3 separate regions of the Mus musculus genome follow, and regions 2 and 3 are each linked to region 1. A link is a contact called in public HiChIP or PLAC-seq and promoter capture Hi-C data. All regions are on one chromosome and are shown on one strand. The core of a region is the stretch at or near the end of the contact, and the rest is flanking DNA. Distances in the headings are between cores, read along the strand shown. Region 1 overlaps Brms1l (breast cancer metastasis-suppressor 1-like). Region 2 holds the start of C87198 (expressed sequence C87198). Region 3 holds the start of Nkx2-1 (NK2 homeobox 1).

What was found. Promoter capture Hi-C pulls out the DNA fragments that hold promoters and counts their contacts. HiChIP or PLAC-seq counts read pairs in DNA pulled down with a chosen protein or histone mark.
Region 2: a promoter capture Hi-C map of embryonic stem cells shows a contact between it and region 1, with 5 times the contacts expected there. The contact joins the promoter of C87198 here to the enhancer-like site in region 1. A contact is called at or near these places in 15 of 39 promoter capture datasets (the 3T3-L1 cell line, the C10 cell line, the HPC-7 cell line and 9 more) and 1 of 115 datasets of contacts at active chromatin or transcription factors (embryonic stem cells).
Region 3: a contact with region 1 is called in an H3K4me3 HiChIP or PLAC-seq map of embryonic stem cells, with 19 read pairs. The contact joins the promoter of Nkx2-1 here to the enhancer-like site in region 1. A contact is called at or near these places in 11 of 39 promoter capture datasets (3T3-L1-derived adipocytes, the SN4741 cell line, cranial neural crest and 6 more), 4 of 484 Hi-C or Micro-C datasets (LSK cells, cranial neural crest, embryonic stem cells and 1 more), 10 of 115 datasets of contacts at active chromatin or transcription factors (craniofacial prominence, embryonic forebrain, embryonic hindbrain and 6 more) and 1 of 9 other capture datasets (embryonic stem cells).

Annotation. Positions count from the first base shown.
Region 1 is chr12:55,858,186-55,862,896 of GRCm38.p6, forward strand. Brms1l (breast cancer metastasis-suppressor 1-like) reads left to right here. Exons shown (of 10, transcript NM_001037756.3): 5 at 1,906-2,002; 6 at 2,903-2,986; 7 at 3,205-3,269. Among named protein-coding and RNA genes, the nearest start is that of Brms1l, 24 kb to the left of the region's middle. Within about 2 kb of position 2,001, at least 9 of the 459 cell types and tissues checked have an H3K27ac peak or open chromatin away from gene starts, as enhancers often do. A contact at or near this core is called in embryonic stem cells, where this site is marked.
Region 2 is chr12:56,588,654-56,593,364 of GRCm38.p6, forward strand. It overlaps C87198 (expressed sequence C87198), which reads left to right and starts at 2,406. Exons shown (of 5, transcript NR_046003.1): 1 at 2,406-2,513; 2 at 2,894-3,013; 3 at 3,158-3,242. The region is part of intron 2 of Gm26973 (a long non-coding RNA gene); the gene reads left to right.
Region 3 is chr12:56,534,585-56,539,295 of GRCm38.p6, forward strand. It overlaps Nkx2-1 (NK2 homeobox 1), which reads right to left and starts at 2,324. Exons shown (of 3, transcript NM_009385.3): 1 at 1,725-2,324; 2 at 104-489. The coding sequence starts at 476. It overlaps Gm26973 (a long non-coding RNA gene), which reads left to right and starts at 2,606. Exons shown (of 6, transcript XR_872771.2): 1 at 2,606-2,922.

The sequences.
Region 1 (4,711 bases), core at 751-3,250:
CGCTTGCTCAGTCCTTAGCACCACAAAAATATAAATCCATGAATAAAATAGACAATGAGTAAATAAATAGGTAGGTAGGTAAATCAATCGATTGATAGATAGATAAAACCAATGGGGGCTAGAAAGGTGGCTCAGCAATTAAGAACACTGACTCTTCTTTCAGAGAACCCAAGTTCTACTCCTAGCATCCATATTTCAGCTCACAACCATTTATTTGCAACTCCCTTCCAAGGAATCCATCACCCTCTTCTTGCCTCCTCAGACTCCAGACATGCAGATGGTGCACATGCAGGCAAGACACTCTTACATAAAAATAAATAATAATGATAGTAAAATTAATCACTGTCTTACCAGGTCAGGTTAAAACTCAGGGCTAAAAGGTCTAATTGTTTATAATTATATACCACTGTAGCTCTTTTTATAAAAACGCCATAAAAATATATAAATATAACACAGAGGGCCTTTCATAAAAGCCTATAAGGCTGAGCATGGTAGAGAAGGTGTGTAACTCCAGCTCCATGGATGGTTGAGGCAGTACGATACCAGGTTAACGGGCTACCTTTTCTCCAGACTGATCTCGGGGTCAGCATGAACAACTTAGTAAGATTCTGTCACAAACTGAAAGTCAAAGCTGGCTGCTATAGGTCAAGTGGTAGGCACTTGCACAGCATGTACAAGGCCCTAGGTTTAATCGCTGATATGAAGTTAGTGAGGGGACAAGCCGCTAACAGAGTCACAAGCCACTCACCACAACATTACTTCAAGTCAATACTGGAATATTATAGATATGAGCATCTTACGAAATCTATCATAAGACAAGACTTCTTGTGGGGAAAGTTGGGGAAGGCCACACACACTCTTATAGGTAGCAGGTCTGTGTGTCGATTGTGAGTTCTTCTGATACAGATTGCAAATTTAATCTGCACAAACCTGAAGGTTATACTGTATGTATCTTCTAGTGGTTTGTTTATCTATCTACCTATTTATTTACTGTCCATTTTATTCATGGATTTATATTTTTGTGGTACTTAGGATTGAACAAGAGCCTTTAACATGCTAGGTAAGCACTCCCCATTAGACTTCATCCTCTCCCCGTCTTGTCGGTTTTAGCAAGTGAGTCTGATGTAGTTAATCTATCCTTTTATACCTGAGTTATCATACTACATTTTTGTAAGTCAATCTATTGCTTTAGTATATTCTAACTGAAATATATTTATTGAGTTGCTTTAAATGGCTCTAAAATTTGTATCTAAATATTTTTTGCGATATATTGCTGTATTTAATATGATGTAGATACAGTAAAACCCAATATGATCTATTTTACTTAATTAAAAATTTTATTTATTTTTTTTAATTCGTGTGTGCGCGCTCCTGTGCGCATGTGTGCATGCGTGCGCGTGTCTGTGGAGAGCATCAAACCTCCTGGAGCTGGAGTTACAGATGGCGTTGAGTTCCTAGCTGGGCGCTGAACCTGGGTCCTCTGCAAGAGCAACAAGTGACCTGAGCCATTTCTCCGGCTTCAATTTAGATATTCTTAAGCAGGATGCTATTTTACTTAGTTAAGTCTATTTTTATAACTGACCCCTGGTTTTATTTCTTTTATATACTGAAAATTTTTCTTCAAAAATTTTAATTTGGGGGCTAAGATGTAGCTCAGAGGCGAGCACTTATCTAGCATGTACACACCCTTGCTTCAATTCTCAGAACAGGGGTGTGTGGTGGGGGAGGCAAAAATAATTTAGAAAAATGAAAAAAGCAAATGCAACAACCATTTATTAAACCAAACCAAAAACCAAAACCAAACCAAAGCCACCATATATTAACGTATGCTAAATCATTTGGTATTGCTAGTTAAGATAAACTGGTATTTCTTTCTTTTCACTTAAGTATCATGTTTCTTTCCAGAGTGAAAAGCTTTTGTTATATGATACAGTCCAGAGTGAGCTTGAGGAGAAGATAAGAAGGCTTGAGGAGGACAGGCACAGCATCGACATTACCTCAGGTCAGGGCTGCCGTGTGATGTGGTGTCCCCAAAAGCCTCAGTCTTCTCCAGTGGATGCTATGCAAATGCAGTGTCCTAGCTGGAGGGAGCAGGGGGGACTTCGGAAGAGCGAGATGAAGTAGAGGTTGTTCCTTGGATTCAGAGGCACACTCTAGAAAAGGGACAGACCAGCAGTGTGACAGGAGCTAGCCACGGGACTTGCTGGAAGACAGCTTCCTGTGTTCTTCCAGGCGAGTGGGTAAATGTTTCAGGGCGGTAGGTGTTTGCCTTGGAGAAAGGAAACCCTGCTGTGATGATTAGACCCAGTCAGTGTGAAGTGTGGCCATTTCAGGATGACTTAGGGAAGTTTTCTGTTGGGCACTGGCAGTTTTACTAGATTGGCCCACAGTTCTTGAGTAGGTATTACTGGTTTTGTCTTGATTTTGCTTCTTTGCTATAGTTGGGGCAGATGTGGTGAGATCAGTGTGGGTGCTTTGCTCATGAGTTAGGTGTCTGTGGACAGTTGACTAGTCTTTCTAAGTGGGTGTCCTTGTATGGAAAACTGAGGTAAAAAGCATAGCTACACCTACCTCAGGGCAGCCACTAGAGAGACGGCTCAGAGGGGAGGCGCTTGCCTCCAGGGCGGGCAACCTGAATTTGATCCCCAGCACCCATGCGGTGCAAGGAGAGACCACACCCTCCTAAGCTGCCCTCTGACCTCCATGTGTAAGTTGTGGTGTGCAAGCGTGCAGGCAACACACGCTATGTATAAGTAAATACGTGTAAAAAAATGAAAAGGAACCACCTCTGAGTGCAGTTCCCTGGAGATTTGTATGTAAAGAAGCAGTAAATGTGAAAGTCTGCGCTGCCCGTTCTTCCTGTGGCCGCTGGAAAGGAGCTCACGCGCTGATTCCCTTGCAGAGCTGTGGAACGACGAGCTTCAGTCACGGAAAAAGAGGAAGGATCCGTTCAGCCCCGACAAGAAGAAGCCGGTCGTTGTCTCAGATATCCTTTCCGCACTCTGGGTTTCCACACTGTGGAAACCATTTCGGCACGGGGTGGAGGGGACACGGCGGCTCATGGTGCACTGTGGTCAGTTTGTACAGGCGCTTTTGAGGCAAGGTCTTGTATGTAGCCCAGGCTGGCCTTGAACCCATACTCTTCCTGCATCAGTTCACTGGGTCTGTGATGTTCTTGCTGCAAGTTGACCTTGACGCCTCAACGTCCATATATAGTTTATATGCTGCAGGATCTCGACATTCTTGAGGACTGGACGACAATTAGGAAGGTATGGTTGGCGAATGGTGCGGCAGAAGTGCATTTTTAAAAAAATTTTTTTTATTAGATATTTTCTTCATTTACATTTCAAATGCTATCCCAAAAGTCCCCTATACCCTCCTCCCACCCTGCTCCCCTACACACCCACTCCCACTCTTGGCCCTGACATTCCCCTGTACTGGGGGCATATAAAGTTTGCAAGACCAAGGGGCCTCTCTTCCCAATGATGGCCGACTAGGCCATCTTCTGCTACATATGCAGCTAGAGACATGAGCTCTAGGGGGTACTGGTTAGTTCATATTGTTGTTCCTCCTATAGGGTTGCCCTTCAGCTCCTTGGGTATTTTCTCTAGCTCCTCCACTGGGGGCCCTGTGTTTCATCCTATAAATGACTATGAGCATCCACTTCTGTATTTGCCAGGCACTGTCATAGCCTCACACGAGACAGCTATATTAAGTTCTTTCAGCAAAATCTTGCTGGCATATGCAATAGTGTCTGGCTTTGGTGGCTGATTATGGGATGGATCCCCCGTTGGGGTAGTCTCTGGATAGTCCATCCTTTCGTCTTAGCTCCAAACTTTGTCTCTGTAACTCCTTCCATGGGTATTTTATTCCCTATTCTAGGGAGGAATGAAGTATCCACACGCAGAAGTACATTTTTATACTCTGCCTTTTAAGAGTATATCAATATATGAAAATGAAATTGTTGGAAATATGCTTTGCTTAACATGGGCTGTAGAATATTGTAAGAATTAGAGACATGTCAGTAATTTGTATTTTTTCCTGTAATAGTGTATCAATTTATACAAGAGTATGGAATAGCGTATGTTTAGTTTGCCTAGAGTGTTAGGGTTCAGAGCTTTTCTGTTTCTGGTGTATAGAAGGCACCTAGTAAACATTTTTTGAATGAATGCATTGAACCTATGTGCTTTATATTATATTAATAACTATTGAGGTGTGACTCTTTGATGCTTGTTTAAGAATGGAGCTGTGTATCTTGTCATCTTTTTACTTTTTATTTATTTCTATTACCATTTTTATTTTTTATTTCACTCAGACTGCCCTAGAAGTCACTTGGTAGCCCCTGTTGTCTTTGAACTTGAAAGCCTCCTTTCTTGGCCTTCTTGGGAATTGGGTTACAAGGTTTGAGGCTTGCTTTCCTATTAAAAATTCTCATTTTGGGGCTGGAGAGATGGCTCAGTGGTTAAGAGCACTCACTGCTTTCCAGAGGTCCTGAGTTCAATTCCCAGCAACCACATGGTGGCTCACAACCAACTGTAATGGGATCCGATGCCCTCTTCTGGTGTGTCTGAGGGGAGTGGCAGTATATTCACATACATAAAATAAATATCTTTAAAATATAAAAAAATTGCCATTTTTATAAATTGTCCAGGGAACATATTTCAGCTATTAATAGTGGCTATGGAAGGAGGTGTTGTTTATGACTTTAGGT
Region 2 (4,711 bases), core at 1,156-3,655, 730 kb after region 1:
AGGCCACGTTAGAAGACAATGGCTAGTTTTAATGTATATATTATTTTCTATTTTACTTAATTTGGGCCCTTTAAGTGTGATCCTGATCTTAGTCTTAATTGTTACTTAAGTGCATTACTTCAGTTAGAATATTTCAAAATAACGCCATGACTGCATTTCAAGGTCTGTGGTTATTGAAATACAGATAATCGCTTCTCCTTGTAAGATACCATCCCTCGGAAGGGATGTCACTTTTTTTTTAAACTTTTCATTGATTCTTTGTGAATTTCACATCATGCACCCCAATCCTATACTAGATCCTTACCTGGACTCCTCTTGGATATCTTGTTGTTGCCCTGTGTCATGGAGATCCTTCCGCTTTGGTTCTGCGGGACCAGCCCTTCATGTGCTCCAGCAGTTCATAAATGGGGTGGATGTTAGGGTGGGCCAACTCAGAACCTGCATCTTGGCCTGCTTGGTAGCTGAATTGGTTGACATGACAGCTCTCCTGTGACCACGCTGTGCCACCGGGCCAGCTCTCTCACTTTGTCCAGTTGAGGGATGGGGCCAGCTTGTCTGAATGCTGCAGTCAGTGAGAGGTGGGGCCAGGTCTGTGAAGCCCTCTGACATCAACATGACCGAGACCAGGGATGACTGTATAGCTTTTGGTGGTAACATGGGCCATAAACATTGACACAGACACAGATCATTGCTGTTGCAGGGACACAGACACAAACACAGCCTTCAGCAGCAGCTTGGGGGCAGGGGGGCAGGGGGGCAGATGTTGCTCTTTTTATAGAGACATCTACATGAACTCCAGTCACTGGTCTAGGTATGAAGCACTTGAAGAACTTGGACTTTTGAATTATACTATTAAAGAAAAAGGTTAAGGTTCTCATATGCCTGCTTCTCTCAAAGCTTAGCTATTTTTGAGCCTAGAATTTCTGTCGCAGGTAGGATTCAGTCTTCAGTAAGTGGGCCAGACTGCTGTGCTTCGTGGCTTACCATTGTCATTCATAGTGGCCTGGCTATGCAGAAAATCAATCACAGAACTGAGTTTAATAAGGAGAACGTGGGGAGAAGGAAGCAGATGAAAATGCAAACTGTGGTCAGCAGGATTCAGTGGCACTTCCAGGTGCTTTGTTAGCAGGAATTAAAAAAAAAACAACTTTACACAACCCCACCTGAATTCTTTCAACTACAATGTAATGCAAAGAAAATCCGCGCTAATTATGAGCAGGAACATTATCTATTAATATGTTAATGAAGCAGGTTTGCTAATGGTGAAAGACCTGAATTTTAATAAAATCTTAAGAGCTCCTTGATTACGTGTTTGTTAGTCGATCTGATCATTTAAAATTATCTCTAGGTGGCTTTACATGGAATAAAACCTACATTAGAACTGTATTCTAAACAGGCCTTAATGAAGCAGGTGAGGATACCACCTGTGACATAAACACAGGCAGCCAGAAATTCACTTCAAAAGAAATGGAAACTAGTGAACACGAAACATGTTATCATACCTGCCAGTAACAGCTTTCAATGTAGGTAATTTATTTATGCATTTGCTTGCTAATTTTCTCAAACATATTTGCTTATGAAAATAATGTTCGATTGAATTAATGGATACTGCCTTTCAATATTGGAAGTGTTAGTTTTTCATAAAAGAAATATTCTAGTGTCCTGTTTGACAACAGCCCACACATACATGAAAGCTTTTATCCCAACCGATCCTAGATATCTTTTGAAGAAGACAGTAGTCATCAACTATCCAAGGCACCCAGAGTTGGTGTGTAGGGATATCAAAGGTGTGCCTCTGAATAGATGTGATCTTGTTCTGTGTTCTCCAAGATGATCTTGGCATCAAAGTGCCTAGTTGTCTGCATCTGCATCCGTAGAAGGTAGGGAAGGCACTTGGCAGCCTTAATTTTGCATATTAAAATCCTAAGGCTCCGATTAGTGGGTGAGTTTAGACCGAGATCCTGAATATCCCAGAGAGCAGAGCAAAACCCTCTGATGTAAGACCTGCCTCTGTGTGAGCCCAGGAGATGCAGGGGTGGATGGTCCCAGAAGCTTGCGTTCCAGGGCTTTCCTGCGGTGTAGCTGTGGCTCTTCCCTGTTCTGAATGAGCAGGTTACAACAGGGTTAAGTGAAGGAAGTGACATTAATACTAGAAGCCCCGAGTCAGTGATCAAGATCCCAAATGTAGGTGACTGTATTGGCTGATTTTGTGTCAATTTGACACAGGCTGGAGTTATCACAGAGAAAGGAGCTTCAGTTGAGGAAATGCCTCCATGAGATCCAGCTGTGGGGCATTTTCTCAATTAGTGATCAAGGGGGAAAGGCCCCTTGTGGGTGGGACCATCTCTGGGCTGGTAGTCTTGTGTTCTATAAGGGAGCAGGCTGAGCAAACCAGGGGAAGCAAGCAAGCCAGTAAAGAACATCCCTCCGTGGCCTCTGCATCAGTTCCTGCTTCCTGACCTGCTTGAGTTCTAGTCCTGCATCCTTTGGTGATCAACAGCAATGTGGAAAGTGTAAGCTGAATAAACCCAACTTGAGAGTTCTTGTTCATGATGTTTGGTATAGGAATAGAAACCCTGCCTAAGACAGCAAGTGACAAATGCTATTTCAAATAAAAACATATTTTTTTTAGAAATCAGAAAATAATTCAGAAGAAAACAAGACAGAGAGATGGAGGTAGAGGGTTTCATGTTGATAAAAGTAAGTCACTGAGCTTCAAGCTGCTGGCACGCATGGGTTCAGCTCTGGAAAGAAAAAGCAGTCTAATGTTTGTGCAGGAATAGAAACCCTGGCTAAGACAGTGACGTTGGGTCCCTATACTAAAATGAGCCCAGAATTAACTGAAGGAAGTAGGTGGTATGGAGTAAGGAAGAGCTGGGGCTTCTATCCCTAGCTTGTGATGCACAGGTTTGAAGAGTCTGGAGAGATGAGGTCACAGCTGGAAATCACTTTTGAAGATGGAACCCGGTCTGAGAAACCACCTGCTTCTTCCTTAGTGACTTTGTTCCTGCAGGTAACCATCCACATTCATCAGATTTATTTATTTACCAGGGTATTCATCTGATGGGTTCAAAATAACCCAGTATTTAATAATCATTAGAAATTATAATGAATGGTTGCTTACATTTTGGTATTGTATCTTTCTGGGATTTTCCAGGCAGCCCCCTTCTCCCTCCTTTAAGGTCAACATGACTCGGACTTCAGACAACTGGTCATCTAAACGGGTTCTACCTGGGCTCCTGGTGAGTTTCCTTGATGGCATGCTGCCCTCTAGAGGTTGAAGCAAACAGCACCGCAGAAATCAACGAGGGAGTGGTCTGCTGGCCTCACTTTTCTTAACAAAGATTCAGTCTTCATCAAATTTTATTTCAGCACTAGGAAAAAAAAATAAATCATAGAAAGTATTAGCTATTTTTAAAGGTCTTAAATCAGGTGACATCAGGCCATCAGATCTGGCCCACCCCACACATGTATATATACCTTCCTTATCTCCTTCCTCCCTCCCTTCCTTCTTCTTCAGATGGAGTGTGCAGCATTTGGCTAGCCTTCATGAGACCCTGGGCACCACTCCCAGTGCCTCAAAATAAAGTAAACAAACAATGCATTAAAACGCATCAATAAAAATCTGCCACGGGGAAGAGAGTGAGAGACATGTACACCCACCCAAAGCTCCCTACTTAGGGCAACAACCCCAGCTTTCACTGGTCTTTGCATGTGCTGTCATACTTAACTCTCAGCTCACTCTTATAGAGATATTAAAGACCACAACACAGCAGAAAACCGCAAAGCCTACATTTGAACCCAGTTTTCCTTATTTCAGAACTTATGCAGATTTTGTCAATAGGAAAACAGACTATCACATAGCATTTGAATGACTGTCTTTATTTGCTTCTGATTATATATAATAATCATGACTTTAGGGTTTTTTTTAAATAAAAAAGAGTTTATAGATTTAAAACTATGACAACCAGAGATTTTGCCATTTGACAATACATTTACCTAAACCTCAATTTGGCTAGCATAGTCAAGACAGACAGACATCCAAGTATGAAAAATGTGTATTGTTATATAGGTGATGGGCCAGGGGGAAAAGAAATTCCTAAAATCTGCAGTTAAAGAGACAAGCTTACAATATCAAAAGCTAGAAACACAAAGCAGAGTAAGAAAAATGACATTAAAAGTGAACTAATGGGGCTGGAGGGGTGGCTTAGCCATTAAGAGCACTGACTGTTTTTTCCATAGGTCCTAAATTCAATTACCAGCAACCACATGGTGGCTCACAACCATCTGTAATGGGATCCAATGCACTCTTCTGGTGTGTCTGAAGACAGCCACAGTGTACTCATACACATAAAATGAATAAAATCTTTTTAAAAAAGTGAACTGATGATAATGGGCAGGAAAGTGTTCACTACACGTTTTAGATCCCAGCACCAAATAAAAGCCAGAGACATGGCAACTTGTACCTGTGTAATCTCAGGATGCTCTCGTAGGCTTGGTAGCCAGATAATCCAGCCAAGTTAGTAAGCATTGGGTTTAGTGGGTTCGGTGTCAAAAACTAAAGTAAAGCATGATAGAGGAAGATGCCCGACATTGACCTTTGTTCTTCCGAAGCACACACACACACACACACACACACACACACACACAAACGCATATGCATGGGCATATACTCATGCCTACACCATACACATATGCAAGTAAATGATGA
Region 3 (4,711 bases), core at 1,074-3,573, 680 kb after region 1:
CCCCGATGCCCAGCGCCACCGGCGGGCGCCGCACCTCGCCGGCCGCGCCGACCGCGCCTCCGGTGCTTAGCCCGCGGCCCCGCGGCGGGGCGGCCTCACTTACTGGCGGGGAAGCGCGGGTCTGGGTTGGCGCCGTACCATCCGGGGCCCGAAGCGCTGTTCCGCATGGTGTCCTGGTAAGGCGGCAGCTCGCTCATGTTGCCCAGGTTGCCGTTGCAGTAGCCCCCCACGGCGGAGTGCGAGAGCTGGGGCACCCCCGCCGCCGTCATGTGGTAGGCGGCGGTGACGGCGCCGTGGTGCCCCACGGCGTGCTGCTGCATGGCCGCGGCCGGTGGGGCCGCCTGGCCCTGTCTGTACGCTGCGAGCGGAGCCCCGAGGCCGCCGCCCTCCATGCCCACTTTCTTGTAGCTTTCCTCCAGGGGACTCAAGATGTCAGACACTGAGAACGGAGTCGTGTGCTTTGGACTCATCGACATGATTCGGCGTCGGCTGGAGGAGGAAGGAAGAGGAGGAAAAAAAAAAGGGAGAGGGGGAAGGCGAAGCCTCGCTACTTTTTTTTTCTCCCTTTGCCAAATATTCTGGTGTTACCTTAACGCCGATCTTGTTGGATGTACACGTAACGGAGTGGACCGAGTCCGCCTTAATTGGCTTGAGTGGAGGCTCGGGGGCTGCCTCGCGTTTGTTTTAGCCCGGCGCCAGGTTTTAGGCAGCCACCAGAGGCGGGGCATAAGCGCTAAAGCAACAAGACAATAGAAGCCTACATCTTGCCCGAGATAATTAGCTTACATGCTGATGACAAGGTAAACACCTTTAAGCTTCACTTGTCAAGATTTTTAGGTCTCAAAGAGAGAAAGAAGGAGAGAGGGAGAGAGAGAGAGAGAGAGAGAGAGAGAGAGAGAGAGAGAGAGAGAGAGAACCAAAGCATTACTTTCCCCCTCCCTTGGACACCCCCACCCCCATTTTTGTGGGGTGCCTGTGGCGCGCGAGGAAAAGGCGGGGGGGGGGGAAGGAGGAGGGAACCGAGAGCGGGAGGGCCAGAGGTGGGGTAGAGAATAACCTAAGGGGAGGGATGGAAAGGAGAACGGAAGGTGAATACTGCTTTGCAACCAACTTGGGGAGTTACAAAGTGGAACCGCGGTCCAATTTGGTCGGGGTTCCGAGGTCAGGGGCTGGCCTTTGGGGGAGAAGGGGGCTGAGGAGCAGGGAGCGGGATTTCACCTGAGCCTGCCGGGGCTGCTCCTCCCTCCCGCTGCGGCCTCCCAGCCCCGCGCCTTCCCACCGCCTCCGGACCACATCGGGCTTCGCTGCGCTGAGCCCCAGTCACCACCAAAAGAGTGTGCGAGTCTGGGGATGAACCCTGGGGCTGCACTGTTGGTCTATGTGTCTGTCAGTCTGTCTGCTTCTTCTGCCGCCGCCGTCAGAGGGACACCTCTGCTCCCCGCCCCCTTTCCCCTTACCCGAGAGAATCCCAGCGGGCGGAGGGGGAGCTGAGTAAGGGAACGACTGCCTCCGGGAGGCTGTCACCGATCCCCGCGCCACCCCCCACCAAGCTCCTGGCTCCCTAGCGGACCAGCCCCCCCAGCCCACCCCACCCCGCCGCTCCCTTTCTCCACCCCTTTTGCCGGCCCAGGCAAGTACACCGCTGGCCCTCTGAGCTACGAGGCTAAGGGTGCGGGGGATTAACAGGAGAGTCCACCACGGAAGTTGCCCCATCTCGAACAAACCTGGTGCCCCTGACCCTTGCCCATGGCCTGGATACTTCGGCTTCAGAAGCTGATGCTGTCTTTCCGAGGACATCCCAGTCCCAGCACCCCAGCTCAGATCCCCGCAGTTTTCCCTTCCGATGCTTCAGTGAAAGCCCGGGCGGGGAGCCGCGTGAGCGCCCGCAGATCCGTTGCAGAGTGGAACTGAGTCTGAACCCGGGTGGAACTCGTTGTCCGGGAGGAGGCGAATATCTCGACGCCCGCAGCCCAGCGGGCGGGAGGCTGGGCTGAGGCTCGCCTCCTCCCGGAGCTCAGCCATGCAAAAGTGCACTTGCTTCCCCGGGAATAACCAAATATCTTTGTCTAAAGTGGCGGCGTAAATGGCCGGTCGCTTTGTGGCCACGCTGGATATTAGTAGATGAGGATCATTCTGCTTCAATTGGGCGCCTCTCATCCGGCTAGGAAGAAACTGCTTAGGAGGAAGTGGGTTTCCTGTCTGAGCGTTCCCAGGCTTCAAGTGTGAGCCCCGCGCCTTGAGGGTCCTTGGGCGCCTGGCAAGGGGGAGCTGTGGGCTGTGCTCCCTAGCGGGCCCGGGGGCGTCAGCCTCATTGCTGTTACCAGGTCAGGATCAGCAGCTAAGTGGGTTACCCAGCCAAGCCCTGCATGGCACAGATTTGGAGACCACCTCCGTTTTTTTTTTTTTCTCCTTGGAATTTAAGCGTTTTCGTTATTGTTTGTTTTTGTTTTGGCTTTGCTTGTCTGCTGTTCGAGCTTTCTTGGAGCGCTAGAGGCTGGGAGGGCGGAGTGCTTCCTGGCCCGGCAGGTGCCTCCTAGACACTTCGGCGGCCAGTCAAGGAGGCTTCTTGATTTTGGTTTTTGTTTTCACATTTTCTTTCCCCTCCTTGTAGTGAGGGAGCTCCCGATAATGAACAAGCAGTTTTGAACTACTTAATTCAGCAGGGTAGGCTCCTTTCCATTAATAGCAATTATAGTATGGAAAGTTGTTTTATTTGCTTTTTAAGATCTCTCCTTGAAGAGTGCTCTCTACTCCCTCAACACAAAGCCGACGACTAAACTAACATTAGCTTTCCTCACCACCTACCTCCATCGTGAAGGGAAGGAAGGCTCTGGGCATCAGCGGGCCTCCCATCTGGGCCCGCATTTTCGAACCGCCCCCGAGGTGGCTTTGAAGCAGGGAACCCCGACTTTAAGCGGCCAGGTGCGTTGTGTCTCTGTAGCTAAGGACAAGTGGAAAGCAGAGCTCTGCGCTCTCCTTTCCCAGGGACTTCTCTGGGGGGCGCTCTCAAGATGAGCTACAGCACTTTGGTCTACAGTGTCGAGAGTGCAGGGAGGGGAAGCCACGCTAGATCAAGTGAACGGCAGAAAGGGCAGGCAAAGCATAATGCAGACCTAGTCTGAAGGCGCGACCCAGATCTGCTAGCATTGGGAACGGGATCGTCTTAGGAAGTCCCTGGTCCTCCGTCTCCATTTAACCCCGTTATTTTATAATTGTTGGTGGTCATAGGAACACCAAGGGTAGAGTGTCATTTGTCTCTCCCGGTTTTAGTGCCACTTACAGAAGGAGGTAATTCTTCAGAAGGTTTTTTGGTGAGATTTAAGCAAAATCAGGCACATCAAAACACGCCCAAAGCTTTGAGGGAAGAAAATTAAGCTCACTAACAAGGTCGATATTTCTGTGTCTGTGGTTAATATCAAATCCATTGCTTCTTCGGGGGGCCTGTTAGTCTGGAGTGAAAGGTTTGTTCAATCTTCTACAGTCTCTGAGCCGTGCAGCCCGGACCTTCAAAAACACCAGCAGGTGGCCAGTTTGGGAGAATGTACACAAGCTGCATCTTAGCCCTACTGTAACTAGGGGCCCCCATCCCCAGCCGCACAGCACTAGGTGAGGGGCTGAGCTTCAGTCAGAGTTCGAGGGGAGTGATGCCTGGCAACCCCCATGCTTTACCCTGAAGGGGAGGGGAACTGGACTGAGCTTCAAACTTCTCCTGCTGGCACCAATGCCAACAGCTCCCATCTAGAACTGGGGGTGAGGGGCTCTGTTGCACTCTGTGACTTGAACCAAATGAACTTCCCATACTTCTGCCCCTTCATAAACATCCACCATTCTGGATTATTTCCCATGAGCACTGACATCCACAAGAGTAAGCCAGAATTCTCAAGAGCCTTTGGGGGCCTGGGGGGGGTGTTGGGTGGGTGGGTGGGGAGCCACCTATTTATCTCTGAACTCATCCATGCAAAGATCTTGAGAATTCTCACCAGGTTAGTCTTTCTGACTAGAGAGCATGCTGCCTCTCTGACTCATCTTGAACAGGACCCACTCGGGTTAAACCAGAGATATTTTTTTCCCCTCTTGTAGCTGTGGATTAATTCTTAAAAACCTAGTCCACCCCTCATGGCTGGTGCCTCCTGCGCTGTCAGTAGACTGGCCTTGTGGCTAGCAGGACAGAGCTCAGCCCTCATAAGGTTATTCCCTGGTTCAGCCCCAAGGGTCCTCTTTAATCTCACTAGTTAGGAATCAAAGGGCTGCAGAGACTCAGGCTTCACCAGAAGAAGAGCAGAGTAACCATTAGTCTTTGCAGCAGTGTAGCAGAGGGACACTTCCTTCTTCCCCTCCAGTGTCTCTTTGAAAGCTCACTGGTAGAACGCTAGAGAGAGGATGTCCAAACCAGATCTACCACTTGCCACCTACACCTCAGCTTGCTTACTTCCAACTCCCATGAAACCCTTCACATCTGCCAAGGGCACTAGATGTGCTTCTTCTAATGCTGCAAAGTTCAAAATGTTATCTTACAATTCATGATTCACTTAGCAACTACTCTTGGAACCCATGCTGTATCCGATATTTGGTAGGCTAGGTCAGAGTATTTAGCCATTAACGACCTATCTATGGCCGGTCTCCACCTGAAGCTTCCATATTAGCACTAGATCACTGCAGTGATGTATAATTACTTTGTAACAAGCATTGAGAAAGGGGGCGTGTCCCAGTG